3 separate regions of the Danio rerio genome follow, and regions 1 and 3 are each linked to region 2. The links are chromatin contacts, called in public Hi-C and HiChIP or PLAC-seq maps. All regions are on one chromosome and are shown on one strand. The core of a region is the stretch at or near the end of the contact, and the rest is flanking DNA. Distances in the headings are between cores, read along the strand shown.

Region 1 (4,605 bases), core at 329-2,828, 200 kb after region 2:
TTTTTTTTTTTTTTTTTTTTTTTTTTTTTAATCTGTGAAAGTATGTATGCAAAATCTTATATTGTTGTGATTACAGTCTTCTAGGCTAAAAGATGAAACAATTTTAAAAGATGTAATAAACACACAGTGACTTCTAGCCAGTTTTGAGGAAAACACGACACAGTGGGGTTAGTTGAAACAGGGTGTTACAATTAAGCCACACACTGTTGGGTACCAATTAAACTAACAAAATAATTGTTGAATTTTGAATGAAATGTTAAGAACTTTTTAAATAAAAATGTTTTTTAATTGAAAAATGTTAATGTATAAATTAATAATAATGCAAATAAATCCAAATGTGTTTATCCAATAAATAAATTAACATACTGTGCTATGTAGAATAAAAAAGAGTCAATTACTGAGGAAATAAAGCTACTATTTAAAGTAAACTGAATTTAAATTAATTGTGTGAAATCTGCCTTTATAAGCATGTGTTACAATTAACCCCCTGTCTGTTACAACTTGCCCCACAGGTTGGATAAATGGTAACATTTTTACTCCTGGCACTTTGGCAATACTGCACAGAAACCATGGGTCATAATTTCAGTGCTCATTTGTAGGAGAGGCATGTGTGTTATTAGTAAAAAAATATAAAAAAGGTTTGTCTAACCCTATTACTTTATTACTTGACCAAAACAAAAAATAGTTACTAAATTGTGACTATTAGATTTAACTTATATATACTATTTAAAGTTTTAGTTCTTTTAATACTGAATTATACCCTATTCAAATGTTATGTTATTCCTGACAAACTCCAAATACTCATTATATTACCATGGTAAACGCGTAAAAACATGCTATTACTATGAGTGATTTTGCTTAATAAATAAACCCCAGCTATCGTATAATTAGAAACTTTTTTATTGACAAAACAATCGTTCAATTGAGGTAAAGTTGGTTTTAATTTTACACCATTGGACTTTCTCCTTAATAATATGATTTCAAAACTCTAAATAGTGAAATCATATTAGCAGTCAACGACTATTAAAGTATAACATTGTTCACAGGCGATTAAACAGTTTTGTAGTCAAACTTGCATGTGATTTCAGACTAAATACTCAAAGTACCATGGTAAACAATACAGGCAGAATGTCACAAGTTGCCACTGAAAGAATCTACAAATATAAAACCAACTTTACCTCAATAACCGATAAAATCTTCGTTAAAGTGAAATGACACATCGTCCACGCGTGAATATTCTGTTGTAATTCAGTGCTACGTCTTCAATGTGCATTATAATGTTCATCTTATATGCCTTCAAAAGGTTTGTATTTCATTACGAACGCGGGCGAATGCTTACTGTAAATCTCTTATTATTATTTGCAGAGATGTCAGTGTTTCCAGAACGTTCCAACAACTTTGAGACGGAGCGCGCGCACGGCTGAGTGCAGCGTGATGACACAACTCTCTTATAAATGTTTCTGTGCAATAAAACGTGTGAAAAGTGCTGTAAAAGAGCAAAAGCTTACCGCAGTGAGAAGAAAATACACCTCAGAGCAGCGCAGCAACAACTTTCACAACAACACAAGATCAATCTCTGCAACTTCCGGGTAAAGGTCAATGGTCATCGCAGACAACTACAAAATAAAAGTCAGAGTCAAGGTCGCTGCAATGACTGAGGGGACTTTTATATTCCATAATATAAATGCACATTCAACAGTTTAATTGATTTTATTTTTTTTCTTCCAAAATTAAAAATGTGTATGACAGTAATTTCTGTTTAATATTTTAATATATCAATTAAATTCACATTTCTATCAATATTAAAACAATTTATATTAACAATATATGATTACATATGATAAAAATATGAAATTAATAATATAAATAAATATTTTTATATATCCGTATAAACATAGTTTATATTTAATATTTATTTGATTTGTTTGAACCTATTTACATAGAACAAATTTAATGACATAATTGTTTTCTACATTCAATTATATATTAAATAATAAATATTGAAACTGAATTAAATGTATATCAATGTAATAAAATAAATATAAAATTTTTTAAGTAGGGCTATATAACATTATACTTTTGTAATAAACTATATACTTTTGTTTCTGATGTTTTAACAATTACATGTATTCTTAAAGAATTTAAAACAATTACTGATGATATTTAAGATTTCATATCACCTACATATTTATTAAATTTAATTTCATTATTATTTAGTAATTTTACCACTGTACATGAAATATTTTCTAGTTGTTTTTAATATACTAATCTAATATTAATATTAATTAATATATCAATTTATGTTTTTTTTTACCAAATCACTTATGAATGATTTAATATTTAATATATATATATATATATATATATATATATATATATATATATATATATATATATATATATATATATATATATATATATATATATATATATATATATAAAAAACTGAAACGCACAAAAATATCAAATTACATTTATTATTGATGCATTTCTTTTTGATAAGCAAATTTTCTTTTCTTTTTTTCTCAGTCTAAAGAAACTTTACAATATAAAGAAACATACAAAGGACATATTTACCTACAACAAGACACCTAAGGCCCTAAAAACACAGATCCGAGCTATACCCTACAATGAAATACAAAGCAAACCCAATGGGACAGAGACTGCTTCATATTGAATACTGTCAGGTCGCAAGAAAGGACGATGAAAAGTACAGGGGAAACTCTTGTCATTCGCCTTCCTGCTCCAAAATACACGTTTGCCGCTCAAACCTCTTTCTAATGTTACAAGGTTATATACACATCACAACAGAAGTGCAGAGATGGTCAACAGAACAAAACATTTCAGCCTTAATCTGAGGTAAAACTTATCCAATTTGACGGTTAAATTGCTGTAAGGTTGTGTTTTCTGTCTCGAATGTTTCTATATAAACTCGCAATATGATTTCCGTTCAGCTTAAGGCAAGACACTGCAGGTGAAAGAGGTAAACAATAGTCGAATACTTATCGCCATGTTAATAGATTAGGCTACATTAAGAACTGCATATTGAAATGTATTTATTTGATATGAAAGTTATAATGTATTAGCTTACACTTTCTTAAACGTTTAAATATGCAAGTTAGGAATATTTTTGTTTTAAATGTCATATTTTACACACAATGGCGCATAAACATACTAGAACTTCTATGTTAAGCTGCTTTGACACAATCTACATTGTAAAAGCGCTTAGAAATAAACATGAACTGAATTAAAAATTTGTACATTGGATGAAATTAGTTAATTTTTTGACATTAGAGCAGGGGTGCCCGATCCTGTTTCCGGAGATCTACCACCCTGCAGAGTTTCAGCTCAAACCTTCATCAACCTGTCTTTAATTACCAAGTGCTCCTCCAGATTCTACTTTGTTGGTTTAGTGGTTTTTGAACAGGGTTGGAGCTGAACTCTGCAGGAAAGTAGATCTCCAGGAACCCCTGTATAAGTGTAAGGTTTTTACAGAGGGCATTTTAGAAATGTTTTATTTGGCTACTCACCAGAAAATACTGCAAGCAGTAAGAAAAAGTCTCATTATTTTGTAGAATAATAAATAGTATAGCTAGGCTACTTGTGTATCGCTCTAAATATCGTTAACAGGTATAAAAGGGTGTATTTTGGTGTATGTAAAGCTGCTAAAATGGAGATTTTTGAACAATTTTAAGAAAACTGTATTGTTAAAACTTGTATTGTTATTAAAATCTACACACTGCAAAAATGCTTTTCTTACCTACATTTTTTTGTTTGGCTTCTAGTTCAAATATCTAAAAATTCTTAAATCAATAAGCGTTTTCCAGACAAGCAAAACATATAGTCTTGTTTTAAGAAATAATCTAGCAAAATTAAGTGAGTTTTCCCTAAAACAATCAAAATCTTTCAATGGGGTAAAGCAAAATAATCTTGTTTTTTCTTTTGACAAAATATTCTTACCCCATTGGCAGATTATTTGGGCCATTTTAAGGAAAAACTCACTTTGTTTTGGCATATTATTTCTTAAAACAAAACTATATGTTTTGCTCATCTAGAAAATGCTTCTAGATTTAAGAATTTTTAGATATTTGGACTAGAAACCAACCAAAAAAAATGTAAGTAAGAAAAGCATTTTTGTAGTGCACAAATTGATAAAGCCCAACAAAACAAACTAGAAGTCGATTTTGGATGTTTTACTAGACTAAAAGAGGAAAAACTTTATAAAAAGACAAAACGCTGTCTGCAACAGTTGAATGAAAAACACCTGCAGTGCCTTGCATTAAAACTCAAAGTATTGCCTTCAGTTTTCTTCACACCAATAAATGTTTAAGGAATTTAAGCTTTTGAAAAAATTAAAGGCATAAACATGTTAACTGACAATATGGCTGACCATTGATCTGCAGATTTTTTACAGCAAAAGCATCTCTTTAAAATACAAAACACAAATTCTTTATAACTTACTCTCAGCTGTACTCATTGGTTGTGACTGACATATCAAAACATGTCAATGATATCAAAATGCATTTTACAGTATTTACAGTAAACCAAAGTTTAAGGGTTAACGGTCAAAAAGGGTTAAGTGCTGCGTACCAGACAAACCAAAGC
Region 2 (4,374 bases), core at 1,270-3,769:
GGTATGGTCCGATGCAGATGTCACAGTCGCATACCTGTGCCCTTCTAAACAATATGCAACTACACATTGCACGTTTGCACTACATTGGTGATAATTGGAAGCTACGCCAGAGATGCGCAAGACAGCATATTTTCTATTACAATAAATTCATTATTAAAATAAAAAAAAATGTTTACAAAATATTCAAGAAATTCACAGTTTAAAATATTTTTTACAGGATATACAAGAGTGATTTTATTTAAAAGATGCTGCTTATTTTATACTTTTAATATGAAAAACTTGATATAAAATTATTAATTTTGTTTACAAAAGAGCAAGTTATGCATTTTCACTTTTTTATAAGAAAAAATATGACTGAAGTAATGTGCGTTTTAATTTCAGTTGTTCAACGTTGATGTGTAATAAATAATCATAGATAGTGTGCTTTTATTTAAAAATTCCAATAGTAATATATGAGCATATTTACAGTACAAAACGTATCAGTGAACTATGAGGGGAAAATAAAATGTATAAAAAATCGATTATTAATGGTAATTAGTTAAATAGTTCAATTAATCGAGGTTTAGATTTTAGGCCAAATCGCCCAGCCCTATAAAAGACAAACCTAAAACTAATGTATATTTGCCATTCATGGCATTAAAAGAAAACTATCGGGTCGACACTTGAGGGTTTGACAAGTATAGCATATGCTAACAAAAGATAAAATAAAATAATAAAATATATATAAAATAATCTTAAAAATGTACTGTTTTACATTAAATTTAAAGGATCCATGAGTTAAATAATACAGCACAGATCTAAACGTGCAACTGCAAATCTTTAAAGCTAAAAAAAATATGCATATGCACCTCATTTCAATTCAGTGCCACATTTTAGAAAGCAATGCGAGGGCAACAACTTGTTTGTCCCATTGAAAATGGCTTAATCCCTGAAGCCAGACTACATTACAACACCACCCTAGAAATTCACACAGGACGTAACGAGACTGTTACAGATGCTGGTGTGGGAGGGGAAATGTGGGCTAGTTACACAACAGCCTCTAGCAGGTGAAGGAATGAACACAGACATCATCTGAACACGATGAGTAAAAGGGAATACCGCATCAACAGGAAACCTTTGATCAAAGCTTAGATGGGGGACACACACAAATACAGGAAGCTAAAGCATCCATCATTTATATTTAAGCCTGGATTTGTGACGCATCACAGCATTGAGGATATAAATGAAAATGTGGGGGCAGCTTCTAACCAAAAAGGAGACATGAGGTAACCTGTGTTGCAAAGAAATCCCATATCCCCCAAATTCAAGTTAAAACATGCTAACAGCTAACGTTAAATCAGAATGTAGATGAAGTAACCCACATTTCCCCTTCATTTCCCCCCCTGCTGCTCACACAAACAAAAATCTGGAATATGATTTGGGTAACAAAAGTTTGATGAATTAATTCCATAATACATTGTAAATAAGCTTGATCAAAATATGCATGTCAATAATAAAATTATTAGCTTAAAATCATAATGGTACTCGGCAGTGATGCATGAGAAAGAAGAACAAACAAGGGGGGATGGGCGAGGCGACGTTTAGCGATAAGCACATTACAATTTGTTTAAAACCCTTTAAACCAACCATTTTATATAGACTGTCTAGTTTAAATGCCTGCTAATTGTTTTTACTCGATATATTAGTTGATAAAACTACTATTTTAGCAATAATACAACGACAAAAATGTCTGACTTTGTTTTTACCAGTTAAGTTAGCATTTTTATGTTAGCCACCTCGCAGACACCTTCCCGTCAATCACTTGTTGAGCTGTGCGACACCTGAATAAACGCGGTATATTCGTGTACATCTATCAAATATTACTATATAATACATATTAACGTGTTATAAGGCAACATCGTGATGTTGTGATCTCAGGCCAAACTGAGACAGCATCTAACGTTATATCAAAATCCATTTAAACAAACGTTGGCGATAATGACAGTTTGAAATTCAGATTTGAACGTTTCTCGAATGTTCTGCGAAAGAACCCGAATCGGTTACCTGGCAACGTACCTGTCAATCATTCAAATCCGTGACTGATAGACGAAACACGAGCCCACCTGAACTGACAGAAGCTTTTACGCGTGATATTGTACAGTTTGTCTTCAAATTACGTCGTTAAGCTAGTTTTGGCAGATGTACACTTAAAACTCATTCTGCTGGCAAAATCCTTATACATCAAATACATTACATTCCGTTTCGTCATACACTTTATAGTTGGCTAGGCTACGCTGCTAAAACAAGGCCGCAAACTAGCTAGCATAAAAGTCCCACATTACCTTTCACTCTCGGGTTTATTACGGGTCAGTTCGATCACTGGCATCTTGGGTATATTACTCTCTTTTTCTCTGACAAAACAGTGGCTATTCAGTATCGTCTGAAGGTTGGATTTAACCATCCGGCCAACGTCAAGGCCCAAATCTTCTCCGTCCGTGCTCCAACCGAATGTGTTAATGGCTGTAGGCCCGCAGTAGTTATACTTGGAACGCGCATGGGCGTGGCTTTAGCTTTACGTCATGCGCTTTAACAAACAAATAAGTTTGAGTGGAAATAAACAAATGGGAATAGAATATACTTTACAGACATCGTGATAATACGCATAATGTTTGATTTCTGATTTATTTAAAAATATGTGTTATATAGAAAAACTGAAATATAATTTATATCTGAGTTACATAATCTGTCAATAATTAGCACACTGTCAATAATTAAAGAACACTTTTTATTGCTACGACATAAGCAGTACGAGATGTACTATATCTAAGATCATAAGGCACATATTTCACCTCAGAAATCGTAATCGTAATAATACACTTAATAATATAAATAAACACTTGAAAATATCAATGAAATGTTTCTATGTGTAAATAAATATAGGGTAAATCAAATTACTGTTCTGTTCAACATTGCAAATAGACCATGTAAACTCACAAGTGCTTGATGTTTTATAATGAAGTCTCAGCTGTTGCTGTCCATCAAGGCTCTAAAGAACTTGAGACCCTAGTTTTTACTCGACCACTCCGGCTCTGCCTGGTAAGAACTGCACTTTCAACTACAAACTACCACTAACGCTGTTGTTATCTTTGTTTCTTTGTACTCTAAATTATGTGTACTGTTTATTATATTAATACTCAGTTGTTGGCTCTCGTGATTTTGATGTTTTTGCAGCTGTAACAGATATTTTTTAGGCTCTTTGTTAGATTCTGTTATATTATTATAGTAGTTTAAATACTTTCATTGTACATATTTAAGCGTAGCATACAAAACTGGATGGAAGTTAAGTAAAAATTTTGAAATTTGTCCACAGGAACCTCCTAAAAGGATCATCAGAGAAAGTATGTATCCCATGAGCTGTGATAAATAACACTAAAAACAGTTTATATGACCTATAGCTGAAATTGCATGTTAATTGTGTAATGCAAATTAACATAGTTGTAAATCTTTCAAAATCTGCAGTATTGGATTGAAATACCAGATTTTCATTTTGTTATCAACTGTATATTTGCCATTATACAGTGCTCAGCATAATTGAGCACACCCCATTCTGAAAATAAATATTCATATCAATTTCTCAGCGCTAGGCAATGCATTTTGGTGCATTTAAACAAAACAGATTTTATTAAACATATATACTTATTAAATATTATTTTAGTCACAGAACATCTTTAAAAATTGAAAGATAAAACAATTATCAAAAAAAAAATATATACACACACACACACACACACACACACACACACACACACACACACACACACACACACACACACACACACACACATATATATATATATATATATATATATATATATATATATATATATATATATATATACATATATATGTGTGTGTGTGTGTGTGTGTGTGTGTATATATTTTTTTAATAATTGTTTTATCTTTCAATTTATATTAAATATATATATATATTAAATATATATAACCTACAAAAATGTACCTAAATTATTTCGTTTTTTTTTTTTTTTTTTTTTTTTGCTTCTCTGGATTTTTCCACTTTTTAAAATTTGCAAAGAATATTTTTCTATAACATATAAATTAAGGTGTACTAGTTTTTGGACAGTTGTCGCTTTGATTTAGCTCGAGATTTGATAATATTGTATAGCTTTCTATTAAAAATATGAATTTAAAAGATAGAATTGTGAGGTGTGTACTTATATATGCTGAGCACTGTACAAGTTCTTATAAAAACACACATACATGGTTAGCTCATGCAAAAAATCAAAGTGCTGTTAATTGAATCACCTTCAGACTATCAAAGATGATATTTTAGTGCAATGTTAAAGACATTTTTTAATGCTAAAATGATGATTGTTG
Region 3 (4,176 bases), core at 297-2,796, 160 kb before region 2:
GAAAACTGGAACTAAAATGATTGTTACTTAAACGAATAGTTCACCCAGAAATAAAAACAAATCTGTCATAATTTTTTCAGTGTCCACTTTATCCAAACCTTTACGAGTTTCATCTTTCTGCTGAACACAAAAAAAAAGGTTTTTTTAAAGAATGAATAAAAAAATAAAACAAAAACTTAAAACTAAAATAACTGACAAATAGCAAGAAATCAAATTAAATAAATAAATCAAATAAAATCAAAATCAAAATCAAATTGAATAAATATATATATATATATATATATATATATATATATATATATATATATATATATATATATATATATATATATATATATCAGGGTTCTTTTTTCACTGGCCCCACCAAAAAAAAAAAAAAGAAGTTAATAGCTATTTGACTGTGCGTGTGTGTGTGTGTGTGTGTGTGTGTGTGTATGTATATATATATATATATATGTATATATATATATATATATATATATATATATATATATATATATATATATATATATATATATATATATATTGATGGCCCCACAAATCACAATAATATCGGGTTTGCAAAATGACACTTGCATTGACATTGTGTTACTTAATTCATGACTGAAGTCTTGACAAGTGTCCAATTGCTACATAATGATGTAGTTCAGTAGGTTTATGCTGTTAAGAAAATTAATACAGGAGATTCACACAACTAAGTGGAAGGAAATTATGTTTCTAACCTTTCATCCGGAAAGGAAGCTAAGATTAACAAGTGTCAGAACAGAGACCAAATACAATGTGTCAATGACATCAGACGGGAAGTAGGTCCTTACAGTTGGCAGCATAGTGTTTGGTAGCATTAGATCTCTCGGTCTCTCACAGACAATCATTCCTCCATTGGTAACCCACTAAAAGATGGCACGTTAGACAGTGTGGGGGTTCCTGGAACCCCAAGTGGGATGATTTGGTTTTCCACCGTGTCTGAATCACCCCAGTGGTCACACTTATGTCAAATTTTGCACACGCCTCCAACTTTGACAACACTCCATTGTCACTTCATCATCAGGCTGTTGCTGTTAACCTAGCTCGAGCATTTTAAGCATATGCCAATACTAAAACACAGAGAAATTTAATTGCGACAATTGTAAAGACTTTAATGTAACAAGAGTGCGGCTACTCAACTAACTAGCACTACACAACAACAGTCACCACAAGGGGATTTTTCGTTGCTGTTGTTTTGTTACCTCATGTATTCATCTAATGACAGGAACATTTCAGAATTGTGTTCATACAAGAACACCTGTGACCAAATTGGTCTCTAGTAAGCTGGGTAAAGTTCAAGCAGTTTAACACTCATAACTTCATGCTGATTGTATTGATTACAGCTCAGCCAGCAAGACCACCTGCAAAAGAAATAACTGTGCTTTTTTGTTATAGGTTAATCACCTGCTGATGGTATGACTGGGAAGTGCGACTGATATCTGACTAACTTCACGTGTCCCACACAGAAAGAGAGCAGGTGCATCTTGAGTGAAACCAATCAGAAAAGCTCTACCTGTTGAAAATGGAGTCTGCTTTCTCACAAATGAGGTGGGACCATGAGGGAGAGTCTGAAGAAATGTCTCTGCGTGCTTTGGGATTGCGCCGCAAACGGGAATTCATTCCCGAGGACAAGAAAGATGCCATGTACTGGGAGAAACGCCGCAAGAACAATGAAGCGGCAAAGCGCTCGAGGGAGAAACGAAGGGTCAGTGACTACATGTTAGAGACTCGATTGGTTTCTCTGAGTGAGGAAAATGCTCGTCTACGAGCCGAGCTGTTGGCACTGAGGCTTCGGTGTGGAATGCTCAACCCTGGAACCCCCTACTCTTCATCTCAAAGCGCTCTATCTCAGCTTCACGCCTTGGCGCCACAACCTCTGGTTTCCTACCCAGATAAAGACCTCTCTTGGGGTAGAAGACAAGACAGAGAGACTTCCAATCTGTCAGGGATCCAAAAGTCACCCATCTGTCTAGGTACTCATCCAGGATCAGCATTCCTGCCCACACACCCAATGGCCATAAGAAGAAATCACCCCTATTTACTAGAATTCCCAAGTGTCCATTCTCCTACAGCCACACCTTTACTCTTTCCTCCGCAACTCAGCCCACCAACCACCACATGGGCAGGACGACCCTTGCTTCAGCCTGGGAATCACAGGATCTTGTCAGATGAGGAGGGTGAGCAGCAGGTACCAGCAGATTCCAGTTCTGCACTGCCCCACAAACTGAGACTGAAGACGCAAACCTCACAGTTCAAGGACAATGGAGCCAAATCGGCATCTCCCATCCCAGTGTACTTGTCAGATTGAAAACAAACCCTAGGCCAAAACAACTCAGCAGTTGTGAGTCATAAGTATGATGAACTTTGGCTATTTTCCAGGAAGTTTGTTGTAAATAGTCTCGATAAAAAAAAAGAAAGAAAAAATGTTCCAAAGGTCAAAGTTTCTAAAACAGATTTGAAGAGTCATATTTCCATTATTGTTGAGGAAAGAGGCAGACTTTTAATGATATAATGGCACCTATGCATTTCTGAGTACTTGAAATTTGCCATTTGTTTTTGTACCTTTTAAGAAGACATGAATAGACTACAAGAAGAATAGCATAAGATATTAAGACTTATCCCATTTAGGACTCATCAGCCCTCAACTGAGCATGTGCAACATCCAATGCACTATAATTTGAACTCTTTTAACATGCATTTTAATGTTTTCTTTAACATCTTTTCATGCATTTCGCAAAATAAAACATGAATATAAAGATTCTAAATGGTCTAAAAATTATGTTAACCAGCAAATCAGATACATGCAAAAGAGACCAAAATGATATCTTAAGGAAACTGACCATGTCTCAGAGTTAAAAAGGTGGTGTTGCAGTACTGACAATACTTATTGTTTGTTTAGGTCACTTCCATTATGTGAATCACAGGTGTTTGATATGGTTCTCGTGCCTTAAAAGGTGTTCATGCACAAAGTTATGTCATCTGTGACCAATAAATGTGCTTGCTTGTATTTGAAAAGAAGTGCTGCAAATATTGTGATATTGCTGTCATGAATATTTTGAATATTACTCTACATGTGTACAGTGCCTTCACATAGTATACCAGCTGTAAACTAGCCCTAATATTTTACATGGATATTAACTGACTTTGTCAAGAAGTAGCTGTGTTCCTGTGAACTCTGGAGATTCTTAATAAATTGTACAAGTGTATTTTTTTTTACAATCAGAAACTTACCTCTATAACTGTTAAAGCCAAACCACTTCCATTTTCAGTATTTCAAGGGCTTTCATCATATTTCTGAGCCATTCTAATGAGTCATTGGACTGATTTGAGCTTGTTCATTATAAACTGAAAACTTTTCTGTCATGTTGAACACCACTTATGTTATGAAAGCCTTTTTCAACCTTTCTAGTTATGTTCAGGAATGACTTGTCTATGCTAGCAGTTTAGGAGTTAGCACCCATAGCTGTTGACATGTGAAATGATGATTAACAATAGCCAATACCTTAAATAGTCGACCTTGTCAACTGACAACTCATTTTCTTTTAGATAAAGCATACATGTTTGAAAGAAAATTACCTTTGATCAAGTTGTCTAAGATTCACATCTCATTTTGTGAATTATAGAAAAATATAATGAATTAATTCAGAATTTAATCATTAAAAAGGAAGAAATAAGCCAGGAAAACCTACTGCAAGTGTTTTTCTCATCATCAGGTTTTTAGTTAGCTAATTACTACAAAGAAAAAAAAAATAATACAAATGGTGATTTAGTAGTCTCACTTAGTTTATTTAGCATTTTTATGCTACATTAAGTTGGTAAGGTACTGTCTCTCTCTATAATCTCATTATGTTAGTCGTGACTTATGTTTTTTTATTTAGGTTGTTTTTTTCCTGATGTTTTTCTTTAATCTTATGCATACTTTTCACTCACATTCTTCACATTTTGTCATGTTGCATTAAGTTTTAAATCTATCAGTTTTTATTTTTCACAATAAAATGCAATTTAAAATATCAGCCTTTTGACTTTATTTCCTGTAAACAACAACATATTTCAGTCACCAGGCCTGAACATGCATAATTGTTAGTGTGTGTAACGTAATACAACTAAAGCCAAATTTCTATATTTAATTTTTTTTTTTTTTTTCAATTACAA

Evidence for each region. Hi-C and Micro-C count contacts between places; a contact is called where the count stands out from the background. HiChIP or PLAC-seq counts read pairs in DNA pulled down with a chosen protein or histone mark.
Region 1: a Hi-C map of an unstated tissue shows a contact between it and region 2, with 2.9 times the contacts expected there. The contact joins the promoter of fkbp8 here to the promoter of oaz1a in region 2. A contact is called at or near these places in 2 of 18 Hi-C or Micro-C datasets (caudal fin and an unstated tissue).
Region 3: an H3K4me3 HiChIP or PLAC-seq map of embryo shows a contact between it and region 2, with 3 times the contacts expected there. The contact joins the promoter of nfil3-4 here to the promoter of oaz1a in region 2. A contact is called at or near these places in 3 of 4 datasets of contacts at active chromatin or transcription factors (caudal fin, embryo and gastrula embryo).

What each region holds. Positions count from the first base shown.
Region 1 is chr22:20,761,595-20,766,199 of GRCz12tu, forward strand. It overlaps fkbp8 (FKBP prolyl isomerase 8), which reads right to left and starts at 1,579. Exons shown (of 9, transcript NM_200884.1): 1 at 1,509-1,579. All of the region lies in intron 1 of LOC141380320 (a long non-coding RNA gene), which reads left to right.
Region 2 is chr22:20,559,348-20,563,721 of GRCz12tu, forward strand. It overlaps oaz1a (ornithine decarboxylase antizyme 1a), which reads right to left and starts at 2,520. Exons shown (of 5, transcript NM_194264.2): 1 at 2,322-2,520. The coding sequence starts at 2,440.
Region 3 is chr22:20,403,654-20,407,829 of GRCz12tu, forward strand. nfil3-4 (nuclear factor, interleukin 3 regulated, member 4) reads left to right here and starts at 1,547. Exons shown (of 1, transcript NM_001197066.1): 1 at 1,547-2,332. The coding sequence starts at 1,547. The coding sequence ends at 2,332.